Regions from separate parts of the Mus musculus genome. Here all the other regions are linked to region 1. Evidence: chromatin contacts called from public Hi-C data. All regions are on one chromosome and are shown on one strand. Each heading gives the region's core, a stretch centred on a gene start, on an enhancer-like site or on the middle of the called end of the contact. The rest is flanking DNA. Distances are from core to core; before and after follow the strand shown. Region 1 overlaps Aff3 (AF4/FMR2 family, member 3). Region 2 overlaps Aff3 (AF4/FMR2 family, member 3). Region 3 overlaps Aff3 (AF4/FMR2 family, member 3).

The links. Hi-C and Micro-C count contacts between places; a contact is called where the count stands out from the background.
Region 2: a Hi-C map of cerebral cortex shows a contact between it and region 1, with 2.1 times the contacts expected there. The contact joins two enhancer-like sites. A contact is called at or near these places in 1 of 484 Hi-C or Micro-C datasets (cerebral cortex), 1 of 115 datasets of contacts at active chromatin or transcription factors (embryonic basal ganglia) and 2 of 9 other capture datasets (adipose tissue and embryonic stem cells).
Region 3: a Hi-C map of astrocytes shows a contact between it and region 1, with 2.0 times the contacts expected there. The contact joins two enhancer-like sites. A contact is called at or near these places in 5 of 484 Hi-C or Micro-C datasets (the P5424 cell line, astrocytes, embryonic fibroblasts and 2 more) and 1 of 115 datasets of contacts at active chromatin or transcription factors (astrocytes).

The regions. Positions count from the first base shown.
Region 1 is chr1:38,198,760-38,202,278 of GRCm38.p6, reverse strand. The region is part of intron 15 of Aff3 (AF4/FMR2 family, member 3); the gene reads left to right. Among named protein-coding and RNA genes, the nearest start is that of Gm16150, 19 kb to the left of the region's middle. Within about 2 kb of position 1,853, at least 40 of the 459 cell types and tissues checked have an H3K27ac peak or open chromatin away from gene starts, as enhancers often do. A contact at or near this core is called in astrocytes and cerebral cortex, where this site is marked.
Region 2 is chr1:38,356,562-38,359,942 of GRCm38.p6, reverse strand. All of the region lies in intron 5 of Aff3 (AF4/FMR2 family, member 3), which reads left to right. Among named protein-coding and RNA genes, the nearest start is that of Gm16150, 140 kb to the right of the region's middle. Within about 2 kb of position 1,797, at least 33 of the 459 cell types and tissues checked have an H3K27ac peak or open chromatin away from gene starts, as enhancers often do. A contact at or near this core is called in cerebral cortex, where this site is marked.
Region 3 is chr1:38,449,593-38,452,821 of GRCm38.p6, reverse strand. All of the region lies in intron 4 of Aff3 (AF4/FMR2 family, member 3), which reads left to right. Among named protein-coding and RNA genes, the nearest start is that of Aff3, 180 kb to the left of the region's middle. Within about 2 kb of position 1,856, at least 56 of the 459 cell types and tissues checked have an H3K27ac peak or open chromatin away from gene starts, as enhancers often do. A contact at or near this core is called in astrocytes, where this site is marked.

The DNA of each region.
Region 1 (3,519 bases), core at 604-3,103:
AGGCACTGGGGTGCCCAAAACACCAAATATTTCTAGTAGATGATATGGGGAGCATAGTAAAGATAAGAAGAAAAAACAAGTATGTATGAGAAAATAAGTTTAATGACTTCCCCAGTGGTCAAAATAGAGGGCTGAGTCAGAAAGAGCAGCCCAATATGTGAAGTTTCTAGAACTTTTTATGAGTGGAAATGTTTCTCGTTATATTCCTTGTCTGTACCAGTGAAGAGGCTGAGCCTGTTGGCAGGCCGTGTAGCTCTGGCTGTTGCCTGTGCTGGGACTGTTTGTTCTCTTAGGGATATGGTAGAATGAAATGGAAAAGCACTCTTCCACACCCCCCTGCATGGAGAGGAGTGTCCACTTACCCCCAAATGATTTGCAATCTCTGTTAGAAAAATAAACACACAACAGAAACAGCCACTGGCCTAAGAAAGCTGTGGGAAGAGTCTAAAAACTCGAAAGGCCAAGAACCAACATTGTCTCTCCCTTTAAGCCATGAAAATAGCTGTCCCTCGAGAGACCAAAGTCACCTAACATGCAAAATGTCTTACACACCCAGCTGCTATATACAAAGCACCTACTATGTGCCAGGTACAGGCAACAGCCAGGATATACTGATGAGTTCATTCTGTTATTCTCCAGAGTCAGAGGAGAGAAGCCCATGGTGGACCAATACAACCACCACTACTGTGACTATGGTCACACCTGCTCCTCTTCCCGCCCCTTCTCTTCCCTCTTAGTTCCTTATCTTAGTTCCCATCAGCTTTTCCTCTTCTTCCCCCTTCATGTGTACTCCCACATCCCCCGTTCTTCCTTCCCTTCTGTCATAATTAGTTCTAACTTGACACATCTGGGAAGAGGAAACCTCAGTTAAGCAACTGTCTCCATAAGAAATGGCCTGAGGCTATGTTTATGGGGCGTTCTCTTGAGTGTCCGTTGGTGTAGGAGCCCAGCCCACTATGGGCAGTACCATCCCTAGGCGAGTGATGCAAATAAACCCTTCCTGCCCTCCCCTTTCCCATTGGATTTTTTCCTCCTCTTTTCCTTCCCTCCTCTCACTTCCTTTTCCTCCTCTCTCACTTCCTTTTCTTCCTCTTTTACCTGACATTTTCTGCCCTGGCAGCTTCCTGGTCAAGAAGGTCCTCAGCCCCTTCCACTTTCTTTGGCTTATCTTCACTGGGGCATCAATGGGGCCTGAGATGAACAGAAAAGCTGCCAGGAGAAGAAAGGGAGGGTGCCAGATCATTAGGGCAGAGCCACTGAGAAGCTGATAGGAAACAACTAGAAAGATCCAAAAAGTAACAGGTGCCACACTCTGGCTTAGTTAGTTTGTTTCATTCCTTGATTTAGTTATTTACTTTGCAACCCAGTCACATCTTCCCCTCTCCCTCTCCTCTGGGTCCTGGCTCTCACCAGACCTCCTCCACCCTTCTCCCCTTCTCCACAGAGGGGGACGACTCCCCTGCACATAGCTTTTTTTAAAAAAGGAAATTCATCCTTTTGTATTATAAATACTGTTAATGGTTGAATAAACATACAATTCAGACAACTGAAGCCACCAGGCTGTCAAGAATGGGTGCTGAATAAATATAGCTGACTTATAAATACCTTTCCCAGGGGAGGGCCTGGATCTTTCCATCTTTCTTTCTTTTCCCATAAACTTGCATGAAAGAGCGCTTAGATTCATGCCTTCCACACCTCACTTCCTATGTTTCTTACCAATTAAGCAGCAGTTAGTGCTCTGAGGATGCAAATGAACTGAAGGGGTTAGCTCTTATTTTAGAACCTGAATCAAGGTCGGCTTGCTCTTGGTAAGCTGCAGGCGCAGACTAGCAGCAGTCTGACAGCCCCTCCTCCCCTGACATTCCACAAAAGCATGAAAAGCAGGGACAATTACTACTCCACAGCCTCAGGAGGAAGGTGGAAAACAGACTTTTCTTTGAAAAGACAGGATCCGAGAATTTATATCAAGGAGCGGCGGTGCTTGGTTCAACCCGCAGCTTAGATGCTGGTCTTATTAGTGCAAAGCAGCGAGCTGTGTATTATTTGGTGTTGTAATTAGTGACAGGGAGCTTTGGCCGGGGAGAATTGAGAGAGATATGGCATGGGAAGCCTCAGTCCAGAAATACTGAATTCATGGAGCTACATGGTGAAAGGCTTGGCTAGGAATGAAGCCCGGCTCCTGCCAGCCGTATTGCTGTGTTAGAAGCCAGTGGGGCTGGAGGCCAGCACTGCCTGCTGCTCTCTGAAGGATGTACTGTCCTCTGCCCGTATTTCCATGGAAGAGGCGGTCACGACCAGAGCACCCAGCCCATCTACCAAATGTCCCATCTGTCCCCATGATGCCAGGAGCAGAAGCAGAGCTAGCTATCCCTCCTGAGCTGAATGAGGGCTCCCTGGAACACGCAGTACTGAAGGCCGTGAGCATGGTAAGTGTGAATGGCAGGAAGGGACTGGGGCTTACCATGTGTAAGGTAATTACATGGCGCACTCTCCTAGCTAAAAGGATTTTAATTTTATAGAGGAAGGGAAGATTCCTGCATATGAGAGGGTGAATCTCCCACAGCATGACTTAATCAAAGGAAACAAGTAGAATGTCTGCATAGGCCCTATTGTCATAGGCAGGGCACTCTGGGGACCTTTCCACAGCACTGCTGTCCTGAGGGAGACCTTGCTGCAGCAAAGCTGGACCCCACCTTTTTGTTCTTAGGGAACTGTTTCCATTGCATATTCAGGTTGGGTCCCTACTTTATTCTGATGGATGGAAAAACAGAAAGGTCGGATGGAAGGAAAAGGATACATCCTTCTCTTACTGAAACCTTCAGGCCCTGCTAAAATCGATTGCTGAAACATCCAACGCAGAGAAGAACAGCAGTGAGATGGATGGTTTTCCATCTCAATAAAAGTTGCTTAAATGATTCAAACCTTGCCTGCCTTAGCCAGCACAGCCTGAGAAAGGTACTCTGAGTGGTGTCAGAAACGCATGCGGCGTAGGGTGCTTCCCCTCTGGAGACACCAAGTTCCAAGCTCCTTAGGATTCCAGTCAGTATCCATCAAAGAACAAAGCTGCGTAGGGATCTTTACTGCTTAAACACTGTCTAGCTGCTTCAACAGGGTGTGTGCAGACAGCAACACCTGGGAGCCCCAGTCTCCTAACATCCCCCACCAACAGTGATGACTGGAAGGGAGCAGGCGGGAGAACACTTGCCTGGCGTGCAGGAAGCTGAGTTTGTCACCCAGCTCTGTAAAGCTAGCACTACAAACAGCTTGTGTGTGAAAAGGAAACATTCAACCTCTTGCACCATCGGCCTTCTTTTGGAACAAGCACCTGAAAGCCAAGGACACAGTTAGGGCATGCCAAATGATACAGGGGGTATCGCAAGAAAGAGAAATCTATTTGATGCCATCGTTGCTCCTCTGTCTGGTGTAGATTTCAGTTTCTCTAAGCAAATCATCCCGATTGCTCCACGCCCAGGAACCTGTTTTGTTCAAACACAGTGAGCTCTCATCCCTGCCATTTTG
Region 2 (3,381 bases), core at 548-3,047, 160 kb before region 1:
AAACGAGGGCTCACAGGAATGCACGGCTTCTAGATGGGGCTGTGAGCACTGGCCTTACAGTTTTCCCACTTCTGAGACTGCTTGACCTTTGCGTCTTAGACCTCAAACTAATCAACTTGAGCTTGACTGTATTGTCCACTGAGACCAGGTCAGTTGGACATGCATGTTACCAGTTGGAGCTAGATATGCTGACTACAAATTTCCCAGGTTTGGGGGTTTTCCTTCTATAATGGGGTGCAAGCAGAGCTTGTGTTCCCAGAACCAAACTGGGCAGGACACAAGCCTAAGGTCTTCTGTGTAAGGCCACCAGACCCGGGACAAAATGGCTGAGCCATGGGTTTGCATCTAGCGTTAGCGGATGTCACCGGGTCGTGGGAACATTTTCATGGATTCAGAAAACAAAAGAACCCAAGGAGTGCCTGATGTATCGTGAAGGTAGAGAGTGACTTTAAATGTTCTGAACGAAGAGTCTTAAGGAGAGATGTGTTCAAGGGCAGGATGGTGAGGGTGCTTACACCAGTGTGGCAGTATCTTTCGTTGTGGGAGGAAATCCAGACCACTGGCTCCTCAGGGCTCAGCCGCTAAGCCCCAGCACATCACAGTGCGGCCCGCTGATGCCCATGGTGTGGCCTTTGCGCATGCGCTGCCTCACTGTGCGCCTGGGCCTCAAGTACACGAGGACTCAGGAGAGGAAGCTTTGCTCTGCATAGAAAGTGCGGGCAGCTCCTCCGGGCACTGTTCCGGGATGCTCGTGGGTCACAGGCAGGTAAAGAGAAGACCCCCACAGGCACTTGGCACAGAGTGTCAGTCTGTGTTTACACCCTGCTTCTCTAGAGTTCCTGTTATGCACACGGCAAGCTCCGATGTCACTCCTTTCCACGAGTTGCCACCCACGGAGACATCTGAATTTGCAGCCCGTGACCGAGGGAGTTACCTCAGCACACGTGTGTTTGTGGGTTCCTGTCTGCCCACATGCCGTAAGCTCATTTGGAAAAGAGCCCATTCTTTGTATTTTCCGTGCCCGGTGACACACTTAGCACATGGCCCCCGCACGAAGCCAGCTGGTGGCGGCCTCGTCCCTCCCTTACGCGGGAATACTATCAAATGCCTCAGAGCTGAGCCCACACACTCACATTTTGGCTGGAGGCAGCCACTGAGATCCAGCTGGAACTGTTGGTTGTACAGACCAGAATAAGAAAAAAAATTATTTTAGCAGATTTTTGTTGTTGCTATCCCAACAGTTGTCTGTGAACCCAGAGCCCAGAGCCGGACAGTGGGAAGGGCCCTCTCTCTCTCTCTCTCTCTCAGGCCACTTTCCACTGCTGCAGCCAGTTTGCAGTGCGGAGGCACAGGTGCAGGAGACAGGTGACTGTGTTTTGGTTTTTATCATTGACTGTGAAACAGAACGGGGAAAGAGATTTCAGCAGGCCATAAAGCATACTCCACTACAAATGAGATATTAGTGTTAAAATTCTTGTGTGTTGCTAAATATTTACCCAATACGGGTTTCTGCCTTCTGCCAACCGGAAGCATTTTCTTGGCAAATGCGCCTCATCTGGAACTCTGGAATCACTCTCTGCATTACTCCTCTAAGTGCATAAACACAACCATCTGTCTACATGAGGTAAACAGACTGACCCCTATTCTTTATTTAAAAAAAAAAGAAGAAGAAAGAAAAGAAGCCCTTTGTTTTAAATTTAAATTTCTTGAAAATTTCCCAAGATAATCCCGACTCTGCTTGCTGTTTGCAGCCAAAGCAAACAATTCTGAGAGACTTCAGCAAACACGGAACCTTTTCCTTCTCTCCCAGTGTAATCTGAAGCCAGTCTGAGAATTGCATAGCCAACAGTCCCCCTCCCTCTTTTCCTCCTATCTCTTGGGAACATTATTTTACTGTCCTTCTGTAGGCGCTGGATAGTTTTAAAGCATCACATTCATCTTGAACTTTATGCTGTGTGGATCCAGAGTCTCGCCAGCTACCCTGTAATAAAGTTGGGTCAGTAGATATTGACTAAATTCCTTCTAGGTGTTAGCTGGTAGATTCATTTTGGGGGTTTGGGGGTGGTGGGTGTTTGGATGCCATCGAGGAATCACTTGCAGCCCTTGTAAATAGCCATATTGGAAAACAAGTGTGTTCTCCTCACTCAAGACTCCTCAGCTGGTTTTCACAACCTGAGAGAAGGAAGGTTGGCAGTGGAGACCCAGCACGACGCACTGGGTTCCAATCCAGAACAGCTCTTGCTCCTTCTCTCTCTGTGTCTCTGCCTCTGTCTCTGTCTCTCTGCCTTCCTCTGTCTCTGTCTCTCTCCCTCCTTTTCTCCTTCCCTCCCTCTCTCCCTCCATCCCTCTTATTTCATTGGACAGTCTAGTTAAAGGACTTCTAACTCTTTGAATTTAGTTCCACTCTGACCACTGAGATCTCTCACCCCTGTGCCCTATGTAGTAGCACAGCACAGGAAGAATGCCAGAAATAATCGTGACAGAAACAGCAATGTTGAATCCAGCTCTCCCCTGTAAGTACCCATAAATTCACTCCACTATTTTCTAAGGAGCATCTCACTAAGCCAGACTCTGTGGCCATAAACAACTTGAGAATGTTACTATGTTGCCACTCAGTAGAATGGGCGCTGAAAGCAAAGTGCTCCGAGAAGAGGGTAGGGGTGGGGTCTAACACCAGGCGACCCCAGACATGCCTGGGAAAAGGAGGTAGAGGGGAGCTGTTTCCTGGGTAGTGCGGGTCTTGAGGTTCCTAAGGTATGATTGGAAGGGCACCTTTTCTCCATCTAGGAAAAGCCTGAGGTGGGATTTCCTCCCTTGAACTATATGGGGGATTCCTGCGAGGAACAAAACTTGAACCCTTTGATTCAGGGATTCCTTCCAGTGAAAATGACCCTGAATAGCAGCGTGGCGTGCTGGGAAAATTATCTGTCAAAGTTTAATCTGCCTCAGGATTGCTGGCCCTTCCCTTCCCTTCCCTTCCCTTCCCTTCCCTTCCCTTCCCTTCCCTTCCCTTCCCTTCCCTTCCCTTCCCTTCCCTTCCCTCCCCTCCCCTCCCCTTCCCTTCCCTTCCCTTCCCTTCCTTTCCCTTCTCTTCCCTATCCTACCCTACCCTACCCTACCCTACCCTACCACACCTATACAGAGCTCCTTTTGTGACAATTAGTTCAAAAATGACTTGACTAAAACCTCAGCTTTTTCAGTTAGAGAATAATTTAAACATTAAGACAGGATGTTTGACTCTTGGAGTAGAATGGTATTAGACCTAACATCACTAAAGGTCTGTTAAAATACATTTTTAAATTGCCATTATATCTCACAAATAGAGAAGAAAGAAGGTGTATCAAAGGGTGGATGAGGTAAACAGAGCAGAACCTGAAGATA
Region 3 (3,229 bases), core at 607-3,106, 250 kb before region 1:
TAGCTCTGACAAGCAGTTGGCCTTTTGTTTTAAGGGCACAGCTGTCAAAGTACCTTGAGTAGGGAACTGGCAAAATGAGATGGGTCTCCTGGAAAGATTATTATGGCTTCAGCGAGAAAATCGATATGTACCAGTCAGCTTTGTGTTACTATGATAAAATACTTGAGGTATTTAACTTATAAAGATGAAAGGCAATTTTGGCCTACGGTTCTGAGAGTTCGAATCTGAGGTCATCTGCCTTTTACCTATGGAAAGACCAGCCTATTATGTCTGAGGCACATGACAGAGCAGGAAGAGTGAGGCTTCTGTGGAGAAGACAGGTCTTCAGGCCTGCTAGGGGATGAGGTACAGTGTGGTGGGACAGACAGACTCTAGGTTCCCAGCCAGGCAGATGCGAGGGAGTAAGTACCATTCCCTAATTAGAGACCACAATATAGGAAAATGTCTATATCTTGAGGTTTGTCATTGAGACTTGATTTACCTTGGTCCATGGGGAGAGGGGGAGAGGAAGAAGAGAGAGGAGAGAGAGGGAGGGAAGAGAGAGGAAGAAGAGGAGGAAAAAGAGAGAGGATAGAGGGAGAGGACAGGGGAGGGGAGAGTGTGGGTTTAATTAAAGCTAGCATGGCTTGCAGGGCGGGTCTACTGGAGGGTCAGGAAAGCCGTGGAGACACTGGGAACCCGAGTGCAGGTGAGGCTTCGGTGCTCTCTAGCCTCTTTGAGAAAGTTGTCCATGAGGACTAGAGGGCAGGGATCATCCATGTACATCACTGGAGAGACATGTCAGGGATGCTCAGAAAAATGGACAGGGGGGAAAGAGAGGAGAAAAGCAACCAAAGACAACTTACCTTCTTTTAAGTATAATATTTTTTATTATTTTTTCAGAATTTTAGATGTGGGTAACTCCTCCCCACCCCTTAACTTTCTGTGTCCTCTCTTAACAAAGAAGCAAACAAACAACAGACAACAGCCTACCGGGTTCCTGTACTTATGGTTGTGGGTGTCTACTGGAGTGTGGTCTAACTACTAGAGGCTACACCTTTAAAGCAACCACTCCCCTTCCCTATAATCCACCACCTGTCTATGACTCTAGGCTGAGCTCTTCACCTCCCGAGCTTTCTTCCCGCTCTGTGCTAGAATGCTGATCGGCTTGCTCTTACTGGGTCTTGTGAGCAGCCACGGCTGCTGAGATTTCACAAGTTCAGTGGTCCTGTCATGTCCAGAGACAGCTGTTTCAGTGGTCCTCCCTGACCTCCCATGTCTTAAAGTCCTGTGTCCCCTCTTCTGTGGGAAGGGGTGTGATAGACAAGTCCCAGTTGTGGAAGATCACTCTACATCGCTATATATTTGACCAGTTGTGAGATCTTGCTTTAACTATAAGGAAACTTCCCTGAAATGGTCCAAGAGCTATGAAGACCTACACTAAGCTGCAGTTATAGAAGTAGCGATTTAGAATTCAGTTTGATACTGTCTAGCCAAGAGTTCCTGGCTGTGGGAGCTCAGACTTCAGGTCTAACTAACCTATTACTATTAGTAGTTGGTTTGCTAAGTGCGAATAGTATCAAACTGCCCGCTACAGTGTCAGGAATATCAGGGAAACTTTTCACAGTAAATCCAAAGCCCCATTACAAATGTGTGTGCACACATGCACATATGCACAGCACACATGTGCACATGCCCACTGTTTCACACAATGTGGAGGTGTTGATTTTTCAGGGTCTGCAGCTAAGTTGCACTGGAGGCTCTCACGGAGGGTGAGGAAAATGCTCCGCATTGTGAGCTCTGGGGCTCACTCTGTCTAGTGGCCGGCTGTCACGAGAACGCGCCAGCCCCATTTTGTGGAGACAGTCCAAACCTGCCAGACAGCCTTTCGTCATGGGCTTTCCCTCTTTGACGGTACCCATGGCTACCACTCTGTTCGTGCCCAGCTCAGCTTTTGCAGCTGCTTAGAGCCACATTGCCAACATCCTGTGACCTTAACAGAATCCCAGGCCCAGTCTGGCCACCCAGACACTTCCAGTCAGTAAATGCCATTGTATCAAGTGCCTACTGTGTCCTGCTGGGCACCGCACCAGCCTGCAGGAGATTCGAGACTCGCCAAGTGCTGAGCAGGGCTTCCTCTTGAGTCCCTGAGAAAGGCCTCCTTGGGCAGGACTCTAGAGGCAGCAGCAGCCCCAGAATCTGGGTGGAGGAAGGAAGAAATGGAAGGCTCCTGAGTGGACCCTTGATAGTGACCAACAGGAAGGGCAGGGTTGTCCAGGACCCAAAGGCTTTGCCTTAGGACTGAGGTAAAATTTTGAGTTTGAAAGCCCTTTGAGGTCCAAGTCAAATGTGCAATCTGTTAGCTGTTTCTGCATCCCAGAAGCTGGCTGTCCCCTGGGGAATGGTAATTTTAACTCAACTTTTAACTGGTGATGGATCAGTACCAGCCCAGGTGCTGCCTTCATCACGGCTTGGATTCATCACTGGATGGCAATGCTGTCTGGGCACACTGTAGCCAAGCACTGAGATGTAATTTCTCATGGTAAGCTACAGCCTCTTCACAGAGCTCCCACTTCTCCCACACTTGAATTAAGATTCTTCTGGGGCCTTCCCATCCTATCACAGCACTAGGTTGTGAGTGTGCTGGCCTCACATTGGAATCTTTAAGGGATCATTGTGCTGCTGTTGAGTGGAAGCCCTAAAAAGCCACTTCAGATTGTGCCCGATCCTGATTTCTGAAACCCGAGTCACTCCGCCATCCCAAAACGTACCTTGGCCTTATCCAGAGCCATGTGTCTGTTTTGGATATTCTTAACAGTTTATTTCTAGTTAAGCAGGGTGTGGAAATCACTCCCTTCTCTCTGCCTCCTCCTTTCATTTCACAAGGATGTGATGCCCTGCCTGTGTGTCTTAGCTGTGTGGGCCACAGATTATGTAGAACAGCTGAAGGGGCTATTTGTGTGTGAGTAGCTGTTAGTGGAAGTGCTAACATGTTAAGCCAATTGTGTGGCTTTCAAGCATCGCGATTGTCTGTTCTTTCTTCCTTCAGGTCCTTATGTCAGCAATATTTCTGTCACGATAACATTTATTTATCAAAGTTTATGCTACTTTGACTTTTTATAAAATACCAGTGAAGATAAATGGATCGATTGACCCCGGGAGCAGTTTATTTATCCCTTTAGTCACACTTCAGTGGCAAAATCAATACCCTTCTGAAATATCTGATATTACAGCAGGGCCAGTAAATAGT